Linked DNA regions of Sus scrofa: region 1 is linked to region 2. The links are chromatin contacts, called in public HiChIP or PLAC-seq maps. All regions are on one chromosome and are shown on one strand. Each heading gives the region's core, a stretch centred on a gene start, on an enhancer-like site or on the middle of the called end of the contact. The rest is flanking DNA. Distances are from core to core; before and after follow the strand shown. Region 1 overlaps LOC110260771 (a long non-coding RNA gene). Region 2 overlaps LOC106510390 (a long non-coding RNA gene).

The links. HiChIP or PLAC-seq counts read pairs in DNA pulled down with a chosen protein or histone mark.
Region 1: a contact with region 2 is called in an H3K27ac HiChIP or PLAC-seq map of skeletal muscle. The contact joins two enhancer-like sites. A contact is called at or near these places in 1 of 47 Hi-C or Micro-C datasets (liver) and 1 of 2 datasets of contacts at active chromatin or transcription factors (skeletal muscle).

Annotation. Positions count from the first base shown.
Region 1 is chr5:77,504,451-77,508,862 of Sscrofa11.1, reverse strand. LOC110260771 (a long non-coding RNA gene) reads left to right here. Exons shown (of 3, transcript XR_002344178.1): 3 at 509-638. Among named protein-coding and RNA genes, the nearest start is that of SLC38A4, 17 kb to the right of the region's middle. Within about 2 kb of position 2,617, at least 4 of the 83 cell types and tissues checked have an H3K27ac peak or open chromatin away from gene starts, as enhancers often do. A contact at or near this core is called in liver and skeletal muscle, where this site is marked.
Region 2 is chr5:77,201,633-77,206,006 of Sscrofa11.1, reverse strand. All of the region lies in intron 1 of LOC106510390 (a long non-coding RNA gene), which reads right to left. The region is part of intron 1 of LOC102160630 (a long non-coding RNA gene); the gene reads left to right. Among named protein-coding and RNA genes, the nearest start is that of SLC38A2, 78 kb to the right of the region's middle. Within about 2 kb of position 1,691, at least 31 of the 83 cell types and tissues checked have an H3K27ac peak or open chromatin away from gene starts, as enhancers often do. A contact at or near this core is called in liver and skeletal muscle, where this site is marked.

The sequences.
Region 1 (4,412 bases), core at 1,368-3,867, 300 kb before region 2:
CCCCCCCCGCCGCCACTGAATCAATCAGTACAATTGATTCAACTTGATCCCTTAACAGCATGAATTTCAACCATCAGCCACCTGTCCTTGATCCTGGTTCGTTTTATTTATTTATTTATTTATTTATTTATTGATCTAACTTTTTAGGGCTGTACCCACAGCATATGGAGGTTCCCAAGCTAGGGATCAGGTCAGAGCTGTAGCCGCTGGCCTACACCACAGCCACAGCCACAGCAACGCCAGATTCGAGCCACATCTGCGACCTACACCACAGCTCGAGGCAACACCGGATCCTTAACCCACTGAGCAAGGCCAGGGATTGAACCTGCATCCTCATGGATGCTAGTCGTGTTCGTTAACTGCTAAACTATGACAGGAATTCCAGATCCTGGTTCAATTTAACTCAATTCGGTAAATATTTATTGTTTGCCTATTATGTGCAATGTATACAGATGTTATTAAAAACTCAGCAGTATGTCTTTCTTTCTCTTTGTCTCCCTCTCCACAGCTCATAGCAAATGAAGCTACCCCAGACAGATAAAAACAAATGAGATGGATGGAGGGACATAGGCAAGATACAGAAAACAAATGAACCCAGTATCTGTAAAATATCAATAAAATACTTTCCTTTGCCACAACTTTTTTTTTGTTATTTTTTAATATTTGAAAACACTCTGACTTTAGTACACTACTCAATAGCAAACTTTAAATACATTTAGAAATTCACTACACAGTAGATAAAAGCTCTGGATAAATTAAATAAAGCACTCCTTCATTCTAGAGAAAATTGTAGAGATGCCTTTCTTATTTTCAATTATTTTTCCAATATTCTGCAAATACATTCTCATAAAATAATGAGAGATATTAAGGAATGTACATTTAGGATAAAGAAAAAAGTGTTAACACACTTATAATGTATAATTATTTAAGGTGATATTACTTCAGCAGGCTAGATACAACTGGAGTCAATTTATTAGTGATATTCTTTGAAGCTCAACCAGAACTTTGATGTCTATTCCCTGGGAAAATGATTTTCCAAGTTTGCTAAAGCCCAGGGGAAGAAGGCTGAGCCGCCCTCCAAGACTCAAGAGGTGAGGAATTACGGGTGACACTTATGGGTATTGTTTTAAACCCGAATTAAGAACCAAATAAAGGATACAGTTGCGTTGCTTTTTATCTAACAATCTATCTTGTCACTTAACAGTCCTGAAGACATGGATGAGCTATTACTGGTACACTTACTGTGAATTAAAGATATTCTGCAAAAGGAGATGTTTGTTTGTTGGCTATTTGTTAAAAAGAGAGAGGTGACTAACAGATTCCAAGAGAAAAGGGATTTGTTTTTTAAAAGCAAATATGTGGCACACATGGACAGCTGAAAATCAAATTCTGGGACCGGGATTTGGAGACGTTCAAGCAGAAAGTATGCATAGCTCTGCTTTTGTTTACATATTCCTGGTCCGTCTGTTCCCCCTTTCCCTACCACTCCTCTTCCTAATTTTTATCATTTCTTTCAAAGCTTCTGCTTAATTCCATCTTGTCTGTGAGCAAATGACCTTGCTTTTTACCTTTCAGTGACTCTAATGCTTTCAGAGTCAAACTTTCCCAGAGTCCCAACTTTTGTGCTGATTTACATAGGGATCTGGTTATTTGCTGAATGTCTGTGTATCTGTCTCACTGGCTAGAAAACTCCATGAGATCAAGGATGGACCCTGTTCACCAGTGTCCCCAGCACCTGGCACATGATCTAGTGGGGGCTCACTAGGACACGTGTTGCCTAAATGAAGGAGCAAACTTCCTTCCCCTCATTTATAACTTTTCATCTTAAAAAACAAAAATCGTGTTTTTAATATACAGTCATGGTAAAAAAAAAAAAAAAAGAGTAGGGAATCATATTAAAGGAAAAGTTAAACCACCCTCCCCACGGGCTCCCTCCCTCACCTCCACTCCAGCCTCAGAAGCTAACCTTTCCCCTCTGCCCCAGATTCCATCCTCTTGCTGTGGTCTCTTCTAGGAAGCGCTTCACCTCCACGTGGACAAGTCCGGGAGGGGGAGTTGGCAGGGCAGTTACTCACAGTGGCCAAATTGCAACAGCTGAGGGTGAGGGCAAGCGTGTGGCCAAGGAGAGCAGTGGCCAGATGCCAGAGAAGTTAAATCAGTCATCAGATCTTAAGGGTGAATGCAAGCAAAAAAAAAAAAAAAAAAAAAAAAAAGAGGTGAAGCAAAAGGTCAGTGGGATGTAACAGGAGGTCAAGAATGCAAATGCAAGGCAAGAGCAAGTGAGAGGTCCAGGGCCACATAGATGAATGGAAGAGGAATACAAGCAGGCATTTTTAATTGATTTGGGGGGAGTTTGCTAAGCAGTGAACCAGTAGGCTAATGAGGACTGGGCTAGTACCCTGAAACCTCTTCCAACTTCAACTGCATTAATTATCCCCTCTTCTGTACAGTGGGCATCCCCCTTTCCTCTCATGGTCTCAGGTTACAAATATGCTAAGACTCTTACACTTAAAAGCAAAATAAAACAAACAGAAAACCTTTCTCTTAACCCTGCATCCCCCTCAAACTATCCTGCTCAATCTTTCTTCTGCTCATTCTAGATAAATTTCTTGAAAGATTACTATAAGCTCACTGTCTATACTCATTATCACGTCCTCATTGCCCTACTCAAGGGGACCTGCATTCTTCCCCATCGCTTTGCTGAAAATCATCTTTGGTAAGTCATCAATGGCCTTCTTATTGTTATCATTAAATATAGACGTCACACTGTCAATTCTATGTGAATTGACTCTTTGATGTCTGATGCCATTGATTGCTGTCTCCTCATTGGCCTCTTTGATATACCCCTCTGCTGGTTCTGCTCCTCTATCTCTGGTTCATCCTTTTAGTTTCCTTTGTGAGACCCTATTTCTCCACTCATTTCTATCTCTAGCTGCCTGGGGAGATCAGGTAACATTGTATGGTAGGCATATGGCTGTACATGTCTTTCCATCCTTAGGCAGCTAATAGAGTCAGGCTGCAAGGGAACATGCCCTGAAACAAAATGTGCTCTGGGTTATTGTCCAGCACTGCTCCCCACTTACTTTCAATCTTCTCTCCCTCCTCAGCTCACTCTTCCTTTTTTTAATAGGAAAGCATTTTTTTCTGTCGTGATTGTATTTTTATGGTTATGATTCATGGTGCACTTGCAATTTGCTAGGAATTCCACTGGGTGCTTATTTTATTTATTTATTCATTCAGTTATTTCCTTATTCAGCAAATATTTACTGATTTATTATGATGCAGGCTCTCTGGCTATATAATTTCTAGTCATTACAACTAAATTAAACTAAACTTAAAATAAATGTTGTTATTTTACAGATAATGAAACTGAGGCTAGGGGTTGTCCATCTTGGCTAAAGCTCTAAGAGGCAGACCAGGCATTTGAACTCACAAATGTCACTTTGTAAATTCTTTCCATGTCACTAAAATACCTCAAAAATATTCTATCTTTCATTGAGCATCTTGTGCCAGGAGTTTTTTCCCTCCTTTATCTTACTGTACTGGTAGGATCATTTGCCTATGGACTGATGTTATTTCTGAAACACAGAAGGGAACAATTCACAGCAGTGAAAACCCAGAATTCCACAAGCTTGTTATCAACACCATCACACTTGTTTCCACATGATCCAGATAAGGCTACCTATAACTCATGTAGCTAGAGATTTGCTTATTTATTCATGTTTGTATAGAGCTTACTGTGTATTAGTAGGGTACAGGGAGGTGGGAAAACAGAGCTCAGTCAATTAAATGAATGAGAATATATTATTATATCTGAAGAAATTCCAAGGAAGGAAAAGGTACGGTTATATATAAGCTAATAACAAAGATACTTGACCCAGATTGGTGGGGGCTCGGTCCAAGAAGCTTCCCTAAAGAAGTGACATGTGACTTGAGATCTGAGTGATGAGTAGAAGTTAAGCTCATAAATAGGTAAGGAAGAACACTTCAAGATGAAGAACATGCAAAGGCTCTGGGGAGAGGAGGAGGCGTAATGCTTTAAAAACCTAGAAGGCTGGGACATAGAGGGAGAGTAACGGGAAGAGGTATAGAGGGGAAGCCTGGGCCAGAGTATGTTGGTCATGCATCATTCTTTTTATCTTAAGAATCATAATCCTGGGAGTTCCCATTGTGACTTAGAGGGTTAAAAACATGACTAGTATCCATGAGGAGGCTGGTTTGGTCTCTGGTCTTCCTCAGCGGGTTAAGGATCCAGCATTGCTACAAGCTGCATCATGGGTCACAGATGCACCTTGGCTCTGGCATTGCTGTGTCTGTGACTGTGGCTGTGGGGTAGGCCTGCAGCTGCTGCTCTGATTTGACCCCCAGCATGGAATTTCCATATGCCACGGTGCAGCCTTAAAAAAAAGAAA
Region 2 (4,374 bases), core at 442-2,941:
GATGCTCTGAACAACACTCTTAGCAAACCTAGAAATATTTTTTAACATTGTTTCAGCCCGGCTGATGGCCAGTTTAGAACAAATCTCCTGTCAAGGTCTGGTGCCTGACCTGCCGAATTCCTTAAAAGACACTGGACTGGCAGGCAGTAATATATCATATGCCCGGCGAGGATACAAAATGTCCCAGATGTTGCCATGACTCTCAAGGAGCAGTTGGAGTTCACTTTAGTACTTCTAAAAATATGATGGGATAGCCCTCCCTGGATGGTTTCCTTTAGACACTAGACCATCAATTAATGGGCGAGAAACAGCTATTATAAGAGAGCTTTGAGGAAAAATGTACACTATTAAATCAGTCCTTAATGTGTGGTTTTTCCGTACTGAATCTTCATTCAGTTTTTAGCCCAAATCCTACCCTAAACTGAACGCCAGGTTTGGGCTTAACACTGTGTATAATAGGACTGTTTTCTAAATCGGGCATCATGAGCCTGCCTCTTTGTTTACTCCTGTAATTGTAAATGCACGGAGGTGTTCCCAATAAAGCCATGTTCTCATGTATCTTTCCACCCTCCCCACTTCCACCCTCCCTCTTGCGGGCACCATGACCCTACAGAGTGCACGGGTAACATCTCTTGGAAACGGCTGTGTCCTGTATCACTTTCTAGTGTTCTATGTATCATTTGTTAAACATATTTTTAGAATCGATTCTGCCAGAGGCCAGGAGCTACAGCTATGTCCTAATGAGTTGCACATATAGCCCTGTCCCCATAGAGAACTGACCGCCAAAACGGATATGGCCAGGAGCCCTGGGCTACTCGACCAGAGGGAATTAAGAGGGTCCTATGGAGGCTCATCGGAGGCCAGCAAAGGCTTTCTGGAAAAGTTCCATCCAGCCTGAGACCTGAAGGTTGGAATTCTCCAACTGAAGGAGGAGTGTGGGGGTGGGGAGAAGGTGGGGGTGGGGAGAAGGTGGGGGTGGGGAGAAGGTGGGGGTGGGGAGAAGCTGAGGGTGGGGAGGTGGGGAAAAAAAATGGGAGAAAAAGACCATCTCAGGCAGAGGAGGCCACAGAAGCCCAGCCTGAGCCTCGGGGAACCAACACAGGCTTTCAGCAGGACCCAAATGCCCAGTCTGAGGGCAGGCAGTGATCATTTGCAGGTGACAGCCTTGCTATGGTACAAAGAATGTTGGTGAGAAGTGCTCTAAAGCTCACATACTGAGCTTGACCCTGTGTGCATGTTCCCAGATGCTGTCCCATCTCCCGAGAATGCAGCCCCAGAAACAGGAACCAGAATTCTACTCAATCCTCTGTATCTCTTATCAGCCTGTGCAGTTTGCACAACTATTTGGGGTCCCTTCAGAGGGAGGGGAGGGCTCCACTGCCTGTTGTCTGCAAGCTTGCATCTGAGAAGCCCTCCTCATGAAGGCCAGTGGGGACTGTGAACAGTCAGAGCAAACCCAGAGCCAGGGAATATCCTGAGCCTTTCACATATATTTGGAGATTTTCTCTTTTCATTCTTACAACCTCTCTGAGCCTGCCTATTGGTTTTTTCCTGTGCTTTTTGTCCACACGATGGGATACACTATTATCCCTCTTCTACAGATGAGGAAGTTGAAGCTCAGAAGGCTGAGTAATTTTGTCCGAAGTCACACAGCTCATGACTAAAGAGAAGCACTGGAACCCAGACAGTCCAGCTCCAGCTGGAGCTCTCAGGCGCCCCCCTCCACGGCTCTCGACTCCAGCCCCGCGATGAGCGCAGCAAGCCTTGCTTCCCTCCAGGAGCTGGGGGACGTGGATATAAACCACTACCCAGAGCACAGGGGCTTTACTAGAAATATGAGTCACCTGACTGCAACTGAAAAAACAAACTTTAAGGAGACATAGTCCACCATATGTACACAAAACAGAACACATTCTGCCTAAGAGAAATGGCTACTTCATTTCAGCTATCTCATTGCCTTCTCATAAGCACTGTGCAAGGGAGACAGCATCTCGCCATCTGACGTAAGAGGAAACAGGCTAAGCGAAGTTGTGTAGCCAGGTCCAGGTGGTGAAGCCAAGGTTCTTTCCCTATTCGTTGCAACCCCCTTAAAGCACAGCACTGTGTCTTTGGTCCTAAAAGGTGGCATCCATTTCAGGGAGCTTCTCTTTGACACAGAGAATAAGGGGAAGTGTTTTTGTTCAGGCAGTTACCAGATCCACTTCCTAAACTCTGCAACAGGAAGCTGGTGCAAACACACCAAAACATCGTGCTCACGGCAGCCTGACTGCTTAGAGAGACCTCTAGCTCCAGACTATTCCATCTGAGGCTGAGCGGGACTCCACGGAGGGCACTGTAAGGTAGAAGGATGTCCAGTTGGAGTTCTAGATCCCACTTGGCAGCGGGAGAAGGTGTTTGAAGAGTTTGGCAAAAGTGGAAAGGGAAAAAGAGGAAAAAGTGAGGGGAAGGGGGAGGGGGTCATGGATCAGACACCACAGCACAATCAAAGCTTTGATCCTTCCATCAGGATCTTCCTTCAACAGTAAAGGTTGCCTAGCCTAGGCTGGTCAATCCAAACTTAAGCGTCTTCCTGGAAAACAAAAACACAGCTACAGGACTTCTCTTGTAGTACAGTGGGTTAAAGATCCAGCATTGTCCCTGCAGCGGCTCGGGTCACTGCTGTGGCTCCGATTCGGTCTCTGGCCAGGGAAGAACTTTCATGTGCCACAGCCATGGCCAAAAAAAAAAAAAAAAAAAGAAAGAAAGAAAGAAAAAAAGCTGTACAGCCAGGGTTTATAGCCAAGATTTCAGGAGAGGAAGGTCCATTTTAGCCCTGAAGTGTAAGATACATTGCTCCAAAGACTAGGGGAGGGGAGGGAATGAAAAGTATAACTTTGCTTTTAAACATGGACTTCAATTTTATAATAACAGCTTCCTTCTCCCTCCTCCAAAGCCCCATCCTGTGAAATAATGCCGTTTGTACTAAGTCTGCCTGCCATTATAGAACCTGAAGATCAGTTTAGATCCAGTTTTGTTCTTATATTAGGTGGGGCAAGAGCAAAAAGGGGGCAAGGTATTAGACTTCCCAATGAGTAGGAAAAAGACAAGAACCATGTAGAGGAAAGTAAAAGTAAACCAGCATTTGAGTATCAAAAAGAGCAATGATTCAATAAGAATCCAACAAAGGAAGAGCTGTGTGGCTGAGTCAAAATAGTAGTGACTTGTGTGAAAAACAAAGGAAAGTGACTCTTGTCCCTTCTGGCCAAGGACTGCATGGAGCCTGGGGGCAGCCGGCTTTCCCTTGGGGCTGCTTGGAGGATTAGGTAAATATAAACCTCTTCAAATAACCCAAGAAGTGAGAAATTGAAAGCATAGCAAGCTGGAGTAGTCATCAGAGGATATATTTAGGAGAGCATATTTTGCAGGCTAGAATTACAGCGCAACAAGATGCAGTCAATTAAAAGTATTTAAGGATGAGTTGCTATGATTGGGAGGGAATTATAATCTATGACCAAGAGTCAGAAGAGACCACCATTCTTCAAAGGTCAGGCAATAATTTTAATAAATCGGCTCATTCACCATTGTCCCAACTGCCAGTTTCTACATCAAGACTACTTCAAGATTTCAACAAAAGGAAGTGGTTTACAAAAGAATCGGCAAGAACACAGAAGTGTTTAATGAAAAAAAAATTATTGCCCAAGGAAAAATTTGCTCTGTATGCTAATCAGGTTATACGTGTTTTACGACCTTTAAAAAGAGACACTGCTACAAAATCCCATTATATTCACTGGATTCTTTATGGCCTCGAGGCTCTTGCCATGTCCCCTTACCTTGCTGGGTCTCCTAATTACCTACTTAGGTGGAGGAGGAATTATGGTCATTTTACAGATGAGGAAACTGAGGCTCAAGAAGGTTAAATATATTGAGATGGTCATGCAGCTAGGAGTACAGGCCTGAGATATGAACCCCGTCTGAATCATGCTGTTTTCCTTGGCCCTATACACCTCAAAACATAAAATCTGAGCTCAGAAACATTCATTTCAGAGAACAGAAATGACTGCAACTTTCTTGACCCACTCATCAAATCCAGCTCCTGTAATTGCCTCGTAATTGTCATAGTTTTATTCACCTCCTTCAATGTACTTCTCACTTCTTTGCAGCTCAAAGTAGTCCCGTCATCTACAGGGGGCTTTCCTGAAGACTCTGCACACGCTGCTTCGCCCTTTCAGTCCAAAGCAATGATTACATCACTTTCTGTGTCCTGTCAGGTTCTGCTATTTAATCTTTTTTTCTATCTATGACTTACCTTACCCATAAGACTATACGCTTTGGTGGGGGGGGAGAACCATACCTGGGTCCCCTTTTGTGAGCCACCTGTCCTACCCCCAAAATATC